Linked DNA regions of Drosophila melanogaster: region 2 is linked to region 1. A link is a contact called in public Hi-C data. All regions are on one chromosome and are shown on one strand. The core of a region is the stretch at or near the end of the contact, and the rest is flanking DNA. Distances in the headings are between cores, read along the strand shown. Region 1 holds the start of lncRNA:CR44526 (long non-coding RNA:CR44526). Region 2 holds the start of Cdk8 (Cyclin-dependent kinase 8).

Region 1 (5,495 bases), core at 1,547-4,046:
AGGAAAACACAAGCGTGACGTTTACACGCGCCCATTTAAGCCGAAAAAAATACGGCCCAGAAGGAATTCGACAGCCAAGAAAAATGAGAAGCTTCTTACGCAACATTCTGCACTGACCATTTGACAATAAACAAAAAAATACAAACAACAACAAAAAACTGTTGATACTGAAGATTTGTGGCGACACGCAGATCATACACAGCACGCGTTTGCGAAACTCTGAAAATGGGTAAATAAAGACACTCGAAGTTGTGGACTTTTGGCAGTGAGCGTAAACTGAGCCATAATTACCAAAACGTGCCACAATTCGCTGCTTGCTAACTTCCAAGAATTCGACAGTTTGGATTCCAAGCGTGTGTCGTTCACTGCTAATCGAACTTTAGTTGGTCCAATCAATAACTCTATAAATGCACAGAGCAAAGTATCTCAAGTGATGATCAATTAGATAACTTGATGATAAATACCAAGAGTGTTTTAAGAGAAGAAAGGTAGAATAAAATTGAAATTATTAATAATATTAATAATAAATATTAATAATATATTATATATATTTTATCATATTACGATGTGCACAAAAGCAATGCTCATGAGCTTCAATGAGCTAATAAAGTGGAACACACACGCGTTAAACTATTTACATGCTCTTGATTTATGAGGCATGTTATCTGCTCTTGAAGTTAATTCTGTGGGGAAAAACCAGCACGACTCGGCTCCAAAGCTCCGAACTGTTGGTCATATCCACTCCCGATCCCATTCCAAACGCCATTCCAATCCCCAATGGCAGTGGCACCTGTTGAAGGCTCACCTGCATTATCATAATCGAGTATCGCACGATGGCGGCATTTCTAACATCAATCAAACGCCCACAACAGGCACTATGCCATTCCATGTGGCTAATTGACAGAACGTCAGCTGCAAATTAAGTGTCGGAAAATAGCAATTACAGTAGATAGTCTTCTTTAAAAAAAAATGTATTTATATATACATATTTATTTGCTCTACACTGCAGACCAATATTTTAGAAATATTTCAGCTTTTGCATTGATCAGATTTTTATACCACCATACATACAAAACTCTTTATTGTGGAAAAATTATGTTTTATGAATAGGCCAAGAACAAAAAATTCCACTTTAAAATTCCTTTCAAAATCTATGATTTAGCGAAAGAAATAAAAGATAAGATCTGATCGAATTGTTAAACTTTCGATGCAAATCTGGCCTAGGAAACTGCACCCAAATCGGCCAATCGTTCTGAATAGAAGCCAGACTGTGGCCCCATTATCCATATATCCACATGTCAGTAGACTACACTATATATATATACGAAGTGTGCTGGGAATGTCGCCGCAAATTCCACGAAGTGGAATACAATCAAATGATATATAAATTATATGGAAAAAAATACAATAAACCACAACGAAGCGTGTGAATTCAGCTGCAGTCGCGTGGTCTATGACAGGCTTATGACAAAAGCGCGGCGCGTGTGGCTCAAAGTGGCTCAGAGTTGTTGCTCGGCGGTTCAGTGGCTCAGTGGCTCAGTTGCTCAGTTGGCTTAGAGTGGCTTAGAGTGGGGCCCGTCTGTGGCCCCCTATCCCCCCACCCTCCCCTGTCGAGCGTAGCCACCATTTGGCGTCTCCAACGGCATCTCCGACTGGTTTTTGTCTCAGGCGATATTTGCTTTATTTTCCTACCTTTATTTATGATTATTTTTAACTCTTATTTCTTTTTTTTTGTGTTGTTTTTGCCTTGGCTTTGGCAAACACACGCTTGTTGGCTAATTTTTCTTGTGGCTTGCTTTCTTTTTTTGCGGCGGGGGAATTCCAGAAACGTTCGCGATGCGGTCTGGTCCCCCTTTTTGGCCCCTTGGTGGTTAACATTTTAATGCCAAACGGCCAGACAAGCGACGACGGATGGCACAGACTCGACACGCTGCAAATTCTAATTAATGACAGTTTTAGACATTTTTGAGCTAGACGGCGCCAAAGACAAAGCCAGCAAAAACCAAAAAAAAAAAAAAAAATAAAAAACACTAAGCTCGACTCGAAAGAGCAGCATCTAAAAAATATCGATTTTGAATGTATGAGGTGTCTGTGTAGATTCGAGACCCCAGGGCATGTCTGGCCAAAAAGCTGATGAAAGAGGCAACGGATCGTATCGGATGATCGTGTTATATAAAGAAGGGATTTTCTAATGGCCAAGAAGAACTAATGATCGATCGGTGGACTCTCAGCTTGTGTGGCTTAGTATTGCAAGTTGAGCGATGTTTTAATTTTGTATCTTTCAAATCCATCAAAAACAAATCACTTAAAGTCGTCGGACTTATAATTATTATATATATGTAAGTTCTTGCTAGGGGAAATATTCAATGATTATTTAGTTACATGATATCATTAATAATCTGGACCAAAGGCTTTTGGAAAATATTATCATAAAGTTCCGTGTTGTAATCCAATCGTAATCCAAGTCAGTTCCGCAATGCAATCGAAGTCAATATCATAGCATTGCTCAGTGGGATTTCGAGATTCCCAGAAATCCAACTAAGTCGTCCGACATCCTGTAATCTGTGATCCGCATGAGTGCCAGTCATCGAATCGAAATCTAATGGAAATCAATGGCGACTGGTGACTCACAGCCCGTTGGACTTTAAGGTGGGTGGCCGGTGGGAGCGTCGGGAGGTGGGCCGCTTGGCAAGGTCGTTGCGTCAGCGTTCCACGATGACGTCGGTCTTCGCACTTTGCTCCGCCGGGTGATTGCATGTGCCAGCCGGAGACTCGGCAGCTGTCTGTGACAGGTTCCCGATCTGGTTGCCGTTCCAGCGCTTTCGACGGGTAACCACATTGCCCGGCTGATAAGCTGTTTACGACGACCGACGTCTTGGGCCTCGGCAGACAATCAGTCATATATTACTTTATATATTTATGTGTGTGCATGTGTGGCACGGCATGCCGGCGTCTTATCAGAGTGTTCACTGTGCGAGGAGGCTAATGGTGAAATTAACGACGGGGCTCGTGCTTCGCATTGCAGCGCACGTAGACGCCTTCGAACTGTGCACTGAAAAAAACTGTTAGGTTCTTGCTTTAAGATACGAAAATACATTTTACCATGTGTTGAAAATAAGTAAATATACAATCAATAAGTTTACAGTATATATTCAAAGTTTTTAAAGTACTGGGTATAGACAAGTAAATAATAAGAATCTACGGTCTTAATAAATGTAAATCAATTATATTGATTTAAAATATATTATTATTTACTTGGTTAAAGATATTGTAAAACCTGTTTGAGATTAAAAAAAATAGCATTTATTATAAGAAATTTATTTACATAAAACGAACCGACTCACAATATATAAAAGGGGGAACTCCCTTCTTTGCGTTTCTTATTACTCATTGCTGGAAAAACTATATTAGAAGACCTGTCTCAATCATATATCACTATGATAAGCGTAAAGCTCATTCTAAATTTGCTCAGTGTATTTCTTACACCCCGTCAAGGAGTACGTGGTGCGGTGCATGGGATCCGCGGTCGGATGGTCTGGCCTTATCTGGCTGCCCGGGCCGACTTTAGTCAGCAACTAAGGGCTAGGCCAACACTTGTGCTTTCAATGTTTGTATGTGGGTCACATCGTTTCGACTTTCGATTAAAGACTTTGACGTCAGCAGCTGGCTGCCGGAACTCGAGCTGGAATCAGCGTACAGAGATCGTACGATGCATGCAATCAGCATGATTCGTCTGGGCAATGGTACACCCACCCCATCCGATATCCCTTACAGTCTAACGGTCGCAAATCTAATCGCGTTAAACTATAAAGAATTTCCTTTTTTTGGGGCTCGACTCATTTCCGGATGGTGATACCTTGCTATATCCCCATAACACCCATAGCACCATATTCCACGTTCCAGGTTGAATGTGAGTGCTAAAATTAAAATCTTACCACGATACTAGCCTATCAATTACTATCGCTAATGCGATGACCTTATATGGAGCATTTTTAGTTTTGCGGAAACACTTAATGGGCTTATCAAGGGAAATGTGTAATTGATGGTTTGCTGAGCAATTGTAAAACTAATAAAGGAAATGCCTCATGGTCAAGTGAATAGATAAAATGTAGGCCTTTTCATGACTTTGTGCTAAAAATATAGTGCTTAGTTACTCCTGAAAGGCGTCGTAATTGTGAGCTAATAGAATAAGATATCAGACTGCACGTGGCCTATCTAAAAATAGGGCAATCCGCAAAACGAAGCGGAATGAACTTCAAAAATACCTCCCGACACTCCAGACAGAGAGATTCACACTGATATGGAAATTTTTGTCATCCGCTAATTGTGACATTTAAATCAAATCTTATCAGGTGTTAAAAGTCGTAAAGCATGTAAATATATGCTGGAGTGAGTCTATCTAATGATAGCAAATTGGGGTCTGAGTCCAAGAAGCTCCCTGTAGTTTTCCATAGCGTAGGAAAGCAACAAATCTTCCGCTCTCGACGATCCAGGGTGTGAATTGTCAACATCGGTGGCCTTTCTCACGATTTGTTTTTAGCGCTGCTGTATCTACGAATCGGTCGGATTGACTCCACCGTCAGCTGGGTATTGGGTATTGACTACTGCATACTGGATGTCCAGACGTGATACTTGCGTCATAAGTTCGATATGTCCACGATATCGCCGGCTGAGCCCAAGGCGTTAAGTTTGCGGTTAAGACTCGGTCGATCGACTTATTTTTGGCTTTCGCGCCATAGATTGATTGTGCCCACAGGAAAAACAAATGTGACTGCGACTGGTGACTGCTTTATAAATAAATAAATAGTGCCAAAAATATCACAAAATAACAAAAGAGTTTCAGTCTGAAGATCGATGGATAGGCATTGTTGTTGCCGGATGAATCCGACGGATTGATTTTCTATAGTTTTGTGATTTTTTGGCAGCTTTGTTTCGTACTTTGTTACTTATTTGTGCCCCGGAGTCGATGAAATAACGCCAAAGCGTGCCTCCAGTCAAGTTATTTTTATTGTTAATTAATACCTTTTATTTTTATGTGCACAGAAAACACTAGAAATCCACATGCCCCGTCTATAAGCGCAGATATGTGATCATTATGATTGGGGCTTAAAGTCCGATGGCGAAGAATTTGCATTTCAAATTCGCACCCAGAAATAAGCAGACGGCGGAAAAAGTCACCTTGCTTGGAATTTAGCCAGAGGAACAAAAATTATTCAAAATTAAAGAAAAAAGTTAGCAACATAAGTCACGAAAGAATAAGAAATCTATAAAAAGCTGCAATTTAAATAGCAAAACTGATTTTTTTGGCTATAGCTGTAGAGAGTTTAGAGGAGGAAAGAACACTGACATTATTTTTAAACTTTATAGGAAAGGCCAAGTCGAAATCATACTAATCCCCTCTTTCGCAAGATGGTTTTATCATCCGTTGTCTGCCAACTTAGCAGCTATTTATATATTTAATAAAATGTTTTTTTTTTCGACAGTTGGACACCCAA
Region 2 (5,495 bases), core at 1,183-3,682, 1.1 Mb before region 1:
TATGCCATCGATAGAGATCATCGGGACTACAAGCAGGGCATTACGCGGCAACTGAAATACGGCAGCAGACAGGCACCCATTGGCGATGATAACTATTGGCATATGATGCGAGCCGCCGGCCAGTTGAATCAGCAGCATCACCAGCAGCAGCAACATCAGCAGCAACAGCAACAGCAGCAGCAGCAGCAACTTCAGCAGTTCCAGCCGCAGCCAGTGCTGCCGCAAATGCAGAACGTTCGGGCGTATCCTTATCAGCCAGCTACGAGCAACATGAACGCCTACTGTCTGCACAACATGCAGTATCAGCAGCAGAGATTGCCGTTCCATCAGCAGCAACAGCAGCACCATCAGCAGCTCCAGCAACAGCAGTCGCAGTTCCAGCCCCTGCGCAGCCATCAACTGCAGCGCCACAACAACAATTTGAACAACAATAACTGCGGCAATGGATCCTCCTCCAGTCCATCATCGACCACATCAAGTGTGGTGGCCGCACCGCCCAGCACCACATCGTCATCGCAGCCAGCTCCACCGATTTATTAGCGTTCAAGGCTGTGCGTATTCGCTTTGCCGCGGGCCATTATCACGACCAGGTAAAGGAATACGCATCGATGTGGCAAACACAACCCCCTACCGCTCCTACGCAACCAGAGGATGCTGCTGTACAAAACGATTAATTGTGCTAATTTCTAGGCTCTTGTTTTTTTTTGTATCATTTTTACGAGTTTAACGTTGTAAAGGTCTAGACTAAGTTTTTTTAATTAACAGTTTTTATACACCAGATTTTTACGGTACCGCCTACACCAGCTACAACAACACGAGGAGAAAACAAGAGGAACGGAAACGAAATCTAAATATTTATAAGCCTATTTATTTTTTTGTATGTGCTAACATTATTTTTACACGAAAACAAAATACCCAATATGGAAAGAGCATTTCTATACTTGTGTGAGCGCAAAGAGGGCAGAGAACCACTGAAAACTGATAACTTTATAAGCCTAAACTACTAAAAACTCAGAAACTGCTAAGATTTTTTAAAGCCTAGCCTAAGTTAAGTATCGGCGGGATGATGAGTAGCGAAATGAAAATGAAAAGATGTAAATAGCAGATACACGAGTATATATATATCCCACAGTATGTATGTACATGTGTATGATTAACTTCATTATACCAGTTAATTTAGGCGTAGCAAAAATTTCTAAAAAATCAACTAAACTAGGCGTTTTGCCCAGAGGCGACACACGCGAAAAGCAAATAATTCTAACGCAATCTGAACGCGAGAAAAATACTGCGAAAAGCATGAAAAAAACATACATTTACATGTATATTTACTTTATATAACTGTCATACAGCTAATGTTAAACAACACACGATATGTATTCGGCAAATTCTAGAATACAAACAAAAAGCATTGTTAAGAACAAATTTACTTCCATTTTGCATATACAAACACATACGCACGCACACCTATATTTATTAAATGCATTTAATTTCATATTAAACTTAAAACGAAAAACAAGTTAATTGTTACACAAACACGATTTGGTTAGCTTCGACTTACTTCCACCGATTTGTTTCCAAAGCTCTTCCATATTAATTACACATGTAATTTACATCTAGAACTAGAATGTTAAATAATCTAATTTTTGCCATATTTAGTTCAGTGTTCATCAATCGCATTGAAAAGTGTCTTCCTTCGCCGCGTTCAATCATATTGCCTTTTGTTTATGCATTCCAATCCAATAATTTGTGCATTTCTTAATTCTAATATCTGCATAATGTACATAGAGATACGAAACGGAGAAAGAAACACGACGAGATGTTGCTATGAATTTAAATTGTTTGGAGTTTCCAACGTGGTTCATATACATATAATTTCACTTGCATTTTAAGGACACAATTATAGTTTACTTTTACCATGCCTAGCTGATAAGTTGTTGGTACAAAGAATCGAAAATAAAAACATAGATATTTTCCAAGGGAAAAATAAAGCGTATCGCCAATGGATAAATTTTGATTTCGTTTTCTTTTGAGTTTATTATTGATAGAGCTTTCATATTTTATTGTGATAGGATTATACAAGCACCTTGTCAAGTACTATTGGATTACCTATTTTTCTATATAACATCCAATATATATGTATTTGATTTGGTTCAGAATTCAAAAATATTTAGGGGGATTATATTTCTATTTTCTTTCTTTCTTTAGAAACAAGTTTTTTTTTTACGAGGTTGAATGAAATATACAGAAAGTTTTTCTGGCTTTGCTTGTTTGTGGATACAATAGAATTTTTTAAACAGTAAACAAAAAATTAAAAAAAACAAAATTATAAAAAAATGTTTTCTGTTTTAAAAGGCTAGCTATAAAAAAAGCTAGGTATGGCGAGCACTGTTCCCATTTTCCATCCCTGGTTAAGGCTGTGTTATCGTTATCGGGAGACAGCTGATTGGCGGCATCTTCATTTACAAACAATTGTGGAATTTGCAAACTTTTGTAAAAATGGACTACGATTTCAAGATGAAAACGCAGATAGAGCGTACGAAAGTGGAGGACCTATTCAACTACGAGGGCTGTAAGGTGGGACGCGGAACATACGGCCACGTCTACAAGGCGAAATGGAAGGAGACAAGGTGAACTGGTCATCGGGTGCTCTTCAAACAATATAAATAATTATAGTATTCATGTTCTTTAGCGATGGCAAAGAATATGCCTTGAAGCAGATCGACGGCACCGGATTGTCCATGTCCGCCTGCCGCGAGATCGCATTGCTGCGCGAACTGAAGCATCAGAACGTAATTACCCTCATCCGGGTGTTTCTGTCGCACAACGACCGCAAGGTGTTCCTGTTGATCGACTATGCGGAGCACGACCTGTGGCACATCATTAAGTTCCATCGGGCTGCTAAGGCCACCAAAAAGCAGGTTGTGGTTCCCCGCGGTATGGTTAAAAGTCTGCTATATCAGATTCTGGATGGGATTCACTATCTGCACAGTAATTGGGTGCTACATCGTGACCTGAAGCCGGCCAACATCCTGGTGATGGGCGATGGCAACGAGAGGGGCCGCGTAAAAATCGCCGACATGGGTTTCGCGCGGCTCTTCAATGCCCCATTGAAACCGCTGGCAGATCTGGATCCCGTGGTGGTTACCTTTTGGTATCGCGCTCCGGAACTGCTGCTTGGCGCTCGTCACTACACCAAGGCTATCGACATCTGGGCTATTGGCTGTATTTTCGCCGAACTACTCACTTCGGAGCCCATCTTCCATTGCCGCCAGGAGGACATAAAGACCAGTAATCCGTACCATCACGATCAGCTAGACCGCATCTTCAATGTGATGGGCTTTCCGCAGGACAAGGACTGGGAGGATATCAAGAAGATGCCGGAACATCATACGCTGACAAAGGACTTTAAACGCTCCACATACTCCACCTGCTCGCTGGCCAAATACATGGAAAGGCACAAAATAAAGCCAGACAGCAAGGCCTTTCACCTGCTGCAGAAGCTGCTGCTAATGGATCCCAACAAGCGCATCACCTCCGAACAGGCCATGCAGGATCAGTACTTCCAGGAGGAGCCGCAGCCCACGCAGGACGTGTTCGCCGGCTGCCCCATACCGTATCCCAAGCGTGAATTCCTCACCGACGACGACCAGGAAGATAAGTCGGATAATAAGCGACAGCAGCAACAGCAGCAGCAACAACAGCAGCAACAGCAGCAGCAACAGCAGCAGCAACAACAACAGCAGCAGCAGCAGCAGCAAATGAACGCTGAGCCGAATGCAAAGAGAGTTCGATTGTCCGGAGCTGGTAACCAGCAAGATTTTCACCACCAGCAGCAGCAGCAACAGCAGCAGCAGCAACAACAGCAGCAGCAGCAGCAACAGATGATGTTCAATCAGCAGCAGAACTTCCAGCGCTTCAACTGAGAGACTGATACATGCAGCATTTTTTCTACAACACCTACTAATTTCTAGCCTTCTAAGTATTTAATTTAATGACCTTGATAATAGCAAGTAAAGTGTACGATATAAAACGTTGATTTTTAATGGACAGGGTTTTCTTTATTTAATTTTGTGAACTCCAATTAACTCAAATTCGTTGAAATATCTTTCCGAAGGATATTCAAAAATAAATTTGAATGCATGTTCTTTCCTCTCAAAAATGAATTTCTCAAACGAAGTTTTGAAAACTATTTTTAAAATTGGTTCGAGTCTGAGCTATTTATTTAAAGCATGTTATGTTTTTGTGTCGGCTTGGGTCACGATACGCAAGTATCGATTAAATGTAATCGAAGGTGCCATCGCTGTGTTGCCAGCTCTAGTAGAATTTGTTAGAATATTTTACCGGATTTGCCATTTGCTTTGCAATACAAATTAGAAGAGAATATCCACACAGTGACCATTAAAGCGTAAAGAGCCAAATCTAACGTTTTCCAAATTAAGATCAAAACCGCCCGTCTGGCGACATCGATGAGATCGTGGCCCTCGCCCAAAACCCAGCTGGCTGCCAACTTGAAGATTGTGGCGTAAATTGCCCTCCGGAAACGCAGTTGCAATTGCAGTTAACAGGCGAAAGTCACACAAGTAAGTGGGATTCGGAATGGAGGCGGTGGTGCAGGCGGAGGCGGACGACAACAATGCGTCGGATGTCCAGCGGGGTGTTGGTGGGGCATTGCTGGCCGTAGTGGCCACCCAGTGGGCGGCAATGGCAACCCCTCCAAGGGCACGAGGTTTCGCCGCGACCTGTGCCATTATAATCTGGCGAACATCGCGATTTCAGTGCCTGTTCGGCTACTGCCGCCGTGATTCACGATTGTCCAGCAGCAACAGTGGCAGCAGCAACAGAAACAACAACCATAAAATCTACGAAATCATCAATGACTCCCAACCGCCTGACGTAATTATCCGCGTGCATTGTTCGCAACTAAAGCACACTCTGGTCTTTGCCCATTGTTACAGGTAACACAGATAGCCAGGATGCAGAACAATCCCAGCCCACAGCTACCCTGCAAGGGTATACTAAAGACTTCGCGTAGCTTCGACAAGTCGGGAGCCAGGTGAGGTCATCGAATGACCCCAGTTAATAGCCCTTATTAATTGGTTTCTTTTTCATCCTTTTAAAAAGTTTTCGCAAAAGTGCCAAGTTCGATGAGCTGAACGTGATGCAGACCTTCCATCCGGCCGACAAGGACTACGGACACATGAAAATCGATGAGCCCAAAACGCCGTACAACTACACGGAGGGCTTCGACGAGAACAGGGACGAGCTGGACACGGAGTTGCTAGTGGAGAAGTATGTGGAGCTTTCCTATTGTTTACTTGCTAAATGGTTTGGCAAGAGCACAGAGTATCAAGTTTCAAACAAAACTGATTTCCAGAAAATGCGCCGTTCACATTTGTTTGTTTACATGTGACTTATAGATTCAGAGATTAAACAATCGTTGATAATTATACGATTTGCAAAATGATAATCAAATATATCAACATTATTGAGCAATA

The links. A called contact is a pair of places that touch in the nucleus more often than the background predicts.
Region 2: a Hi-C map of the Kc167 cell line shows a contact between it and region 1, with 3 times the contacts expected there. A contact is called at or near these places in 3 of 107 Hi-C or Micro-C datasets (the Kc167 cell line and the S2 cell line).

Annotation. Positions count from the first base shown.
Region 1 is chr3L:8,690,004-8,695,498 of dm6, reverse strand. lncRNA:CR44526 (long non-coding RNA:CR44526) reads right to left here and starts at 2,796. Exons shown (of 1, transcript NR_124833.1): 1 at 2,308-2,796.
Region 2 is chr3L:9,835,607-9,841,101 of dm6, reverse strand. It overlaps Cdk8 (Cyclin-dependent kinase 8), which reads left to right and starts at 2,432. Exons shown (of 2, transcript NM_080487.4): 1 at 2,432-2,627; 2 at 2,690-4,022. The coding sequence starts at 2,497. The coding sequence ends at 3,923. RasGAP1 (Ras GTPase activating protein 1) reads left to right here. Exons shown (of 5, transcript NM_168382.2): 5 at 1-2,009. The coding sequence ends at 540. I-2 (Inhibitor-2) reads left to right here and starts at 4,297. Exons shown (of 5, transcript NM_079289.3): 1 at 4,297-4,580; 2 at 4,956-5,053; 3 at 5,122-5,289. The coding sequence starts at 4,974.